Regions from separate parts of the Mus musculus genome. Here regions 1 and 3 are each linked to region 2. Evidence: chromatin contacts called from public HiChIP or PLAC-seq data. All regions are on one chromosome and are shown on one strand. The core of a region is the stretch at or near the end of the contact, and the rest is flanking DNA. Distances in the headings are between cores, read along the strand shown. Region 1 overlaps Il6ra (interleukin 6 receptor, alpha). Region 2 holds the start of Cks1b (CDC28 protein kinase 1b). Region 3 has its middle 26 kb from the start of Ube2q1.

Region 1 (2,700 bases), core at 9-2,508, 480 kb after region 2:
TCCACATTAGATAAACAGATGTGACTTTCCCCCTAGACAGGCTGGCTCTGAACTGGGATATCCCCCTGCCTGTGCCCCTGCTTCTGCCTCTGCCTCTGCTCCTGAGTGCCAGGATTAAGGCATGTCCCACTGCTGCCTGGCTTTAGATCTGATTTTGTTTTAACTGAAAAATAAACAAATAGGGTGGAGAGTGACTAAGGAACACGCCCTAGGCCAATTGCTAGCCTCCAGATGCATGTGTGCACATGCCCACACACACAATTTTAAATAGAATAATAAAATTTTGCTATAAAAGAGTATGCCACATTATGCTGGCAAGTGGTACATCTGCTTGCCTCACCTCGTGATAGAGACCACATCAAGTCACTGACCAAAATATCAAGGATTGGGTAACTACTCTATCTGCACATCAACAAAACCATCAGACAGCACATTTCTTAGAGCACGTCCCCATTATGAAGCGATGCATAACTGCCTACACAGGTCACCACGCAGCCATGACCGTAAGACCGTAAGGTCCTGCTTGCCTCGTACCAGGGAACACAACGGCACTCATTCCATGCTTGTTTGAAATACGACAAGGCCTCCACACCTCACCCAGAACCACCGGTGGTCCAAGCAGAGTCCTCCATGAAGCCGAGTGGGCAGACCCTGCACTGGGGTCCAGCTAGGGGACACTGCAGAGTTCTCTTCTGCTCCTGCCCTTGTCAGTTCCATGAAAAATATTCCTCTGGCCACTTCCCTATCCCTTTCCCTCCCAATAGAAACCTTTGCATGGTTGGTGACTAACTTGCATATTGGCCAGGACTGTTCAGTTACTACCCTTGAGAACAATGACAAATTTATTCAGGTAATTGGGAGAAATACCGACCCCTCCCCACAAACAATCTTTCTTTTCCTTCCCACAAAAGCAGAGCCATAAAGAGCAGACAATGGTTACTTCCCCTGCCGCGGAACTTGACTGATGGTCTTCTGAATCTTTAAAACTGAGTCACCCGTTTCTTTCTTTCCTTCTGTCTTTTTTAAATCCGGGACAATTAATTATAAAAACCCATCTGCAAATGGTGCCCGTCAGCCCTGCTTCAAAAACATATTTCTTCTGAGACTGTGGAAAAAAAAAAAAACCCACTGTATTTAACTTTGATCTCAGAAACCTGGTGTGCCTAAAGATCAAAAGGACGTTCTCACTGGGGAGGCCAGGACAAAAGAGCTCGGTGCCAGTCCAAAGGGACAGCCTGACCTCCCACCCACCCACTGCTCGGCCTCCTGACTCAGCTCTGAGTCAGCCCTTAGCTCCTGCATAGTGGTCAGATAGCCTCAGTAGCAGCTTTTGAACAGCGAATGTGAAAGTCTCAGAAGCACCCTCCCTGAACCTCTGTCTGCCCAGGCAGAGGATGGGATACCAAGGTCTCCTTTCTCTTGCTTTGCTCTTCCATAGAGCTTTGCACGTTTGCTTTGTCTTCTGAGACAAAGGTGTAACTACATTTCCCCAAGCTGGCTCTGAACCCCTGGCTAAAGAGACCCACCCTACTCCTTCAGTAGGAGTGGGACAATAGGCACAACACCAATTTGGCTTTCTCAGGCTTTAAAGAGTCTAATCTTGCTCATATATTTTTTTCTTTAAACAAAGACATACGGATCCCAGGTATTACATGGGGTGGGGTGAAGGGGGTGGGGGTGTGCAGTGTGCATGGAATCCTGGTGATGGGGTGGACTTAAGACAGGCAAGTTTCTAAACACTTTCAGACCAGAGTCTCCACCCCACCCTTGTAGCTCTTGTTTGTCACTGGCCAGACTCCTCACCCTCAGCCCTCCCTTCCCAGCAAGCTTGATTCTGGAAGGGACAAAAAGAACCATCTTTGGGCTCAGCCTCCATTTTCTGGATGTCTCGCACTTTTGAAGGTGGCCAGGACTTCGCCTCAGTAGACCCCACTGGAGGAGGCACAGCAGGGAATCAGGTGGGCTTGTACTCCGGGAACACTCTTCCTGTGAGACAGGCCCAGTGACCATAGGATCCCTCCCATACCCTGAAGGCAGCGTGAGGTGTGGCAGCTGCTACACAGGATGAGATTCAGCAAAGAGCACACAACATCTGCCCTTGAGCAACTGTTCAGCCTGTGACAGTCAGGCAGCAAGCTTAAACCTGTCCCCTCCTGAAGGATTCAACATTTTCCATGCAGTGTTGCACACGAGGCCACACGTCTCCGCCAGGAGAGGGTATTAGCAGCCACTGCACATCTGCTCCACGCTGTGGCTGTGTTCTCCCCACTCTTCCATACTGCTATCTTGTCCAATCTCCAGATTCCTGGGGGCCTTAAAACTACTCACAATCCTGGCTATTTGGAAATAAAATATATTCCTGATGCTGAGAACAGAGAGGAGAAATAAATCGTTCTAGAGGGCAAAGAGAAACTTTAGAAGGCCTTGAGAAACCACTGGGAGTTTGATAAGCAGATTGCCCAGAACCAGTTCATAAAAGGGGCACAGTACATTTAAGGAATTCAGAAGGGAGCCACCTGGGGGACGGCTGGGGTCTGAAGTCTCCTTACACAGCAAGAAAGGAAGGGAGCCCCACAGGGAAGAGGCGGTGTATGAGACCCTCCAAGAGGATGGATCAGCACTGGCTCTGCTGACAGAGGAGGCCCCTGCTACGGTATGTGCAGACCAGGCTCCAGTCTGCCTCCCGTACCAGCCTCGATG
Region 2 (2,700 bases), core at 157-2,656:
TATTTGTTTCTCCTTTGATCACAGGCCTCACAGGCCTCTAGCTGGTTACCTACTCTAGGACTGTGTGGAAAGGCCTTTTACGGAACAGGTATGAAGACAAACATGCAAATGTTCATACTTCTAAGGGATGTGCTATGATACTTGGAAAATCCCAAGCTTTCCCAAACATAAGTTTATGGCAAAAAATTACCTGACTTGACTCAGGCTACCCCAAGTAGATTTACTTTATCATGCTCAGTGAAGATGTACTAAATGCTTCTTCCTTTGTGATAATAACAAGAGCCCCACCCCATTGTTGTCCAAATGTCAGAAAAGAGCTTCCATTCTAACTGTGACTTCGATACACAGAACCAAAAAAAAAAAAAAAAAAAGAAAAAAAAGAAAAAAAAGAAAAAAAAAAAAGAAACCCAAACAAACCCCTCCTTTAAACAAAAATGCCAAGGCTAAGCTGGAGTTACAGCTTCCCAGAGATGAAGCCACTCATTTCTCCAGCCATGCAAATGCTGTAAGTGTAACATTGTTACAGACGTGGAAAACAGCTGAGTACTTTACACTTGAGACAAGGTTCCATCTGTAGTGTGATCTGGGCTGGACCCTATGACAATCCTGCAGCCTCAGCTTCCAGAATGCTGAGATTAAAGATGTGAGCTACCGTACCAGCTTATCTTGCACCTTAACAGAAAACACTTGAAACCTCTATGCGCGCCATGAATGATCAAGTATTTGAAAGGTATCTACCCACGGCCACAGTCTTCATGCCACTCCAAGTCCTGTAAAAGCCTATCTAAAACAAGGCTGACAACTACTCATCTTTTTTATAAACTAAAAACCACCAACACTGAGGCTCTCTTAGAACCGTCCTTTCATCAAGAGCATGAAACTTTCAGTTCTGCACGGGCTACCTTCTTTCTCCCAGCAGACTTTGAGATTTCAGTAACGCGAGCAGTTCCTATTAGGGAAATCGCCACAACAAAGTTGCTTTAGTGATGTGAATTCCCAGAGGTAAAACTGATCAGAGCTACAAGACGCTTCAATTTAACAGCCGGCCAACTCTAAGTTCCCTTTCATTGTTTTACATCCTCCGTCCACCTTTTGCGCATGTGCTTTGCTGCTGTACCCAATCCCACCCCCACCCCACTCCCCGGTAATTCCTTGCGCACGCGCCCGTTCTACACTGTCCCCCGCCCCCATCCCCCGCCTCCCACTCCGGCCTAGGTAACTAACTCCTCGCGTGCTCTCTTTTGTCTGTAGTCCCCGCGCCGGCACTAACCGGTATTCGAACTCCTCGTCGTCGTATTTGTCCGAATAGTAGATTTGTTTGTGGGACATGATTGCTCTGTCCGAGGGCGCTCAGCCCCGCGCCGCAGGCCTCCAGACAACTCCCAGCAGCACGCGCTCCCACCCTCTTTGGCCTCGCTTTCAAACACACCGCCCGCACTTCCTATTGGTCTCTGCGGCCGAAGGCGGGACAGCTCCATTTTGAAGTCCTCGATTGGCTTGCTTTGGCGTCTCTTCAAGTCGTAAATGGAGTGCTGTGCTCAGGTTTCTGAAGAATGAGCTGGGTCAAACTAGGATTCTCATTGGCTCTCACTGCGCCCCTTGAGCCTGCTGGCGCAGCCATTGGCCAACTTTGGAAAGCAGACGGGTAAAGGAGGGACAGCGAGGTAGGGGGTCAGGGGTTAGTGAGGCCGGAAGTGAGTGTAATAAAGTTTGTCTGGGGAGGCCCAGGCTGGGGTGAAAGTTGGGGCGGTGACTTAAGCAGACAGTTGCGTGATCCGGAACCAGATCGGCCCGCGGTGCGGTGCGGAGACTCCATGAGACCCTGGTAAGTCTAGACTTTCTTTCTGTGGCGACCAACTCCTCTTCCACCCCGGAACCCCTCTCCCAGGACCCTACTTCCGGTCTTGCTGTATAAGTCCCGCCCCCGAGACCCCTCTCCGGAAGTCCCACCTTCCTACTTCAAGGGGCTCCCTGAACCCCGACTTGTCTCTTATGATCGCGACCACACCCTGTGGTCTTACTTTCCTGGGAATCGCACCCCCAGACGTGTTTCCCAGCACCATATGATTAGTCTTCCTTGTTCTCTCTCTGAGTCTGCCTCTTCAGGATTCTCGGTTGAACCCAGTCTATCCATTGCCTGGCTTCCAAAAGAGGGAAAACCGTGCTTTTGAAAGACCGATGTGACTTTGTAGAAGTGACGCCTCTTTGGGACCCCGCCCCTTTGGGACCCGCCCCTTCCACTGTCCACGTCCGATCCTGGGAATGTGCCGTACTCCCTGTTTAGGGACCTTGTCCCCTCAGGATTCTCCTTCCTCTTGGGCTTGGGTCAGTGCCGCAAAACCCAGGTCTTAAATGCCTGACGTTTCATCCGCTTCTATATCCCTCTCCTTGTTTTAAGCTTTGGGCTTAATTCTCCTGAGCTCTGGTGCTCCATAAGGTGGGGGGTTGAAATTTGTGGTTGTAAGGAGTGAGCTTATTAGCAGCGTCGCCCCTCTCCCCTCTTCGCCCACCCCCGTAACCTTCGAGAGTGAATTAAGTCGAAGGGACTGAATTTCGTTTACAGCTGGAGAGTGGATGAAGGAAAGGAGACTCTTGACTCCTTTGAGACCCCATCCCAAAGACAGCCATAGATGGCACCTTCCCATGCCTGGATTGGACTAAGCATTGGTTTGTGTGAGCCTAACGGGAGTCAAAGTTTTC
Region 3 (2,700 bases), core at 72-2,571, 380 kb after region 2:
GCCTGCTGCCTTCCTGCCTGCCATGATGGTCATGGGCCCACCCTCTAAATCTGTAAGCCCCAGTAGACTCTGTCTTCTGTAAGTTGCCTTGGTCCTGGTGTCTTCAGGGCACTAGAAAAGTAGCTAAGACGGAGAGCAGGCCGATAAGCATTCCTCCATGGCCTATGCTTCATTTCCCAACTCCAGGTTCTTGCCCTGTCTGCCCTCAGTGAGGGAGCATGGCCTGTGAGTCATAAGATGAGACAACCTCTTTCCTCTCCAAGCTTCTGGGCATGATCTTTATCTCAGCAAGAAAACGAAGACAGAAAGGGGATTGGGGATAAAGTCAGGTAGAAGTCCAAAGTTGGGTGCCTTTCTTACTCACTCTCCACTTTATTTTATTGATTTTTTTTTTTTTTTTGAGATAGGGTTTCTTTGTTTATCTCTAGCTGTCCTGGAACTCACTCTGTAGATCACACTGGCCTTGAACTCACAGAGATCCACTTGCCTCTGCTTTCCAAGTGCTGGGATTAAAGGTGTGAGCCACCATGCACAACTTCCACTATGGAGCCGTGGAAGGCAGCCTATTTTGGTTGAATGAGGCTTGCTCCGGCGACCCAGTAGAAAACTCTACAAGGAACGGAACAGTGAGCCATGTTCCCAGAGACAGGTGCCTGACACCACAGAGCCCCCAACTCCATAATCCTGTGACTATAAGTCACAATGTCCCAACCTCCTGGAATTCTGGCTAGACCCCACCCTCACAGTTACCTGACAATAGCCAGGTATGCTCCTCCCCATAGTTACCTGGCAACAGCAAGATAGTTCAGCCCACTATAAGAGGGGCTGCTTGACCCCCCTCCTTGATCTCTTTAAGCTCTCACCTTTCTTACTCTCATCTCTAGCACTCCTCTCTCTCCTCTCCCCCATCTCTCCATGTGGCCATGGCCGGCCTCTCCCTCTCTCTTTCTACCTTCTCTCTTTCCCCCTGCCTACAATAAAGCTCTAAAACCATAGACTGTCTCTGCTCATCAAGGCCCACGCTACTTGAACGATGGGATAGGCTTTCCCCTGACAGATGTGGTCTAATCTCCTGCCTGAAGGCCTTCCTGCGCTCCAGTCACAGACCGGACCAAGAACTTTCGCCCCGCCCCCCCTCCTCCCTTCGGCCCTGGGGATGACCGAGCCACTCCCGGGGGGCCCCCATTTGTTCTCAGCTCTTCTGTGGTGTCCAGCGGGGTCTGGGATGCCCGAGACTGAGAACCTGTTATCTAGGACTGCTCCTTGTCCACCACCCCTGCTGAGCTAGAGTCCTGTGGCTTCCCACAGCCAGACCCCCCCACCCGGGACCTCATGGAAAGCATGCAGCAGTTCTTCCGTATCTGCGTGCCCAGAGCACCGGAACTCTGGAAGCACTCACAAGGCAAAGAGTTTCAAGGAAACTCAACCTCCTGGAACCTTGGCATTCTCATAACCTGTATATTCATTCATACCCTATCCCCGCGTTTGTCTGGTGTATGGATGCACGTGCTCTCTTTTAGTATTATTTTATTATAAGTGCCTTTAAAGATTGAATTCTGACATAGCTAAGCCTTCGCCAGTGTTCCAACGTCCCAGAAAATCCTTGAAGCGGACAAACTTGGAATTCAGTAAGAAGGTTACCTATTCTGTAACATTCAAATTTACTCCTAGTAGAGATGGTGAAACTAATTAGGCATTACAAAGAACAGAGCTAGAATAGCTCCAGGGCTGGTCTGCAGGGTGATTACTTAGGACAGTAGCCAGTCTCATCCAGACAAGGGAATACACAATGGTCTAGCTAATAGGTGGGTTTAACATGTAAGAGTTAGGGACTCCCACTGAGACAGGAATCTTCACTACAGCCAGGTATAGCAGGCTACACTGCATGTTAGAAGCAAGTTGGTGAATTCTTCTGACAAATGGAGATTCTCCACAGATACTTAAAACAACAGCCAAGTTAAACTGATACAAGAATTTACCAAGGCCTAGGAAATAGGGGGTTTGTAGTGTTACATTATTCATGAGAAGGTCTGCTAGAGCAGAATCCCCTGGTGCAAGCTTTCACAAGGCTCAAAGGAGTAGCACAAATTGTGACTAGGGTGTGAAATCCTTACCTGTCATTAGCTGACCCTAGACAGGGCTGTTTTATCTTTACTGTAAACATTACCTGGTTCCTGGAAGTCCTTTTGAAGTCATTCCTTTGTTTTGTGTCAGGTAACTTCAATGTGCTTTGCCTGCTGTGACATCCTACCCCTTTGTTTTCTGTATTATATAAGACTGGTGTTCACTTTGTGACAATACATTCAGATTCTACACAACCTCTTGTGTTGATTTTTGTCTGTCATTTGTTGACTCCTTGTCCACATGTAACCAGAGACCGGTTCTACGCAGACAGGGACCAAAAAGGGTCTGCGGCACTTGTGTGAGTGTTGTGGGGGTGGGGTGGGGTGTGTGTGTGTGTGGGGGGTGTAAAACCCAGGGACTTCCCAGAACATTCCAAAGCAAAACTCAATCCCTGAGAGGCACCCTCAGCCTTTCCCCTTTTTTTGTGATAAGGTCTTACTAAGTGGTCCAGGCTGGCCTTGAACTCCTTCTGCAGCTAAAGCTGTCCTTGAACTTGTGCTTCTCTTGCCATAGCCTCTTACGTAGCTAGCATTATAGTCCTGTACCCAAGCACAGCTTATAACATAATTTTTTAAT

What was found. HiChIP or PLAC-seq counts read pairs in DNA pulled down with a chosen protein or histone mark.
Region 1: a contact with region 2 is called in a FOXA1 HiChIP or PLAC-seq map of pancreatic cancer cells. The contact joins the enhancer-like site here to the promoter of Cks1b in region 2. A contact is called at or near these places in 5 of 39 promoter capture datasets (the 3T3-L1 cell line, cranial neural crest, hippocampal neurons and 2 more), 2 of 115 datasets of contacts at active chromatin or transcription factors (bone marrow-derived macrophages and pancreatic cancer cells) and 1 of 9 other capture datasets (liver).
Region 3: an H3K4me3 HiChIP or PLAC-seq map of embryonic stem cells shows a contact between it and region 2, with 8 times the contacts expected there. The contact joins the enhancer-like site here to the promoter of Cks1b in region 2. A contact is called at or near these places in 3 of 39 promoter capture datasets (cranial neural crest, neural stem cells and pre-B cells), 14 of 115 datasets of contacts at active chromatin or transcription factors (PVALB interneurons, T-cell acute lymphoblastic leukemia, bone marrow-derived macrophages and 7 more) and 2 of 9 other capture datasets (adipose tissue and liver).

Annotation. Positions count from the first base shown.
Region 1 is chr3:89,895,478-89,898,177 of GRCm38.p6, forward strand. The region is part of intron 1 of Il6ra (interleukin 6 receptor, alpha); the gene reads right to left. Among named protein-coding and RNA genes, the nearest start is that of Il6ra, 16 kb to the right of the region's middle. Within about 2 kb of position 1,259, at least 88 of the 459 cell types and tissues checked have an H3K27ac peak or open chromatin away from gene starts, as enhancers often do. A contact at or near this core is called in liver and pancreatic cancer cells, where this site is marked.
Region 2 is chr3:89,416,885-89,419,584 of GRCm38.p6, forward strand. It overlaps Cks1b (CDC28 protein kinase 1b), which reads right to left and starts at 1,407. Exons shown (of 3, transcript NM_016904.1): 1 at 1,271-1,407. The coding sequence starts at 1,329. It also overlaps a transcript of Shc1 not described here.
Region 3 is chr3:89,798,515-89,801,214 of GRCm38.p6, forward strand. No RefSeq gene overlaps it. Among named protein-coding and RNA genes, the nearest start is that of Ube2q1, 26 kb to the left of the region's middle. Within about 2 kb of position 1,322, at least 34 of the 459 cell types and tissues checked have an H3K27ac peak or open chromatin away from gene starts, as enhancers often do. A contact at or near this core is called in embryonic stem cells and stem cell-derived epiblast-like cells, where this site is marked.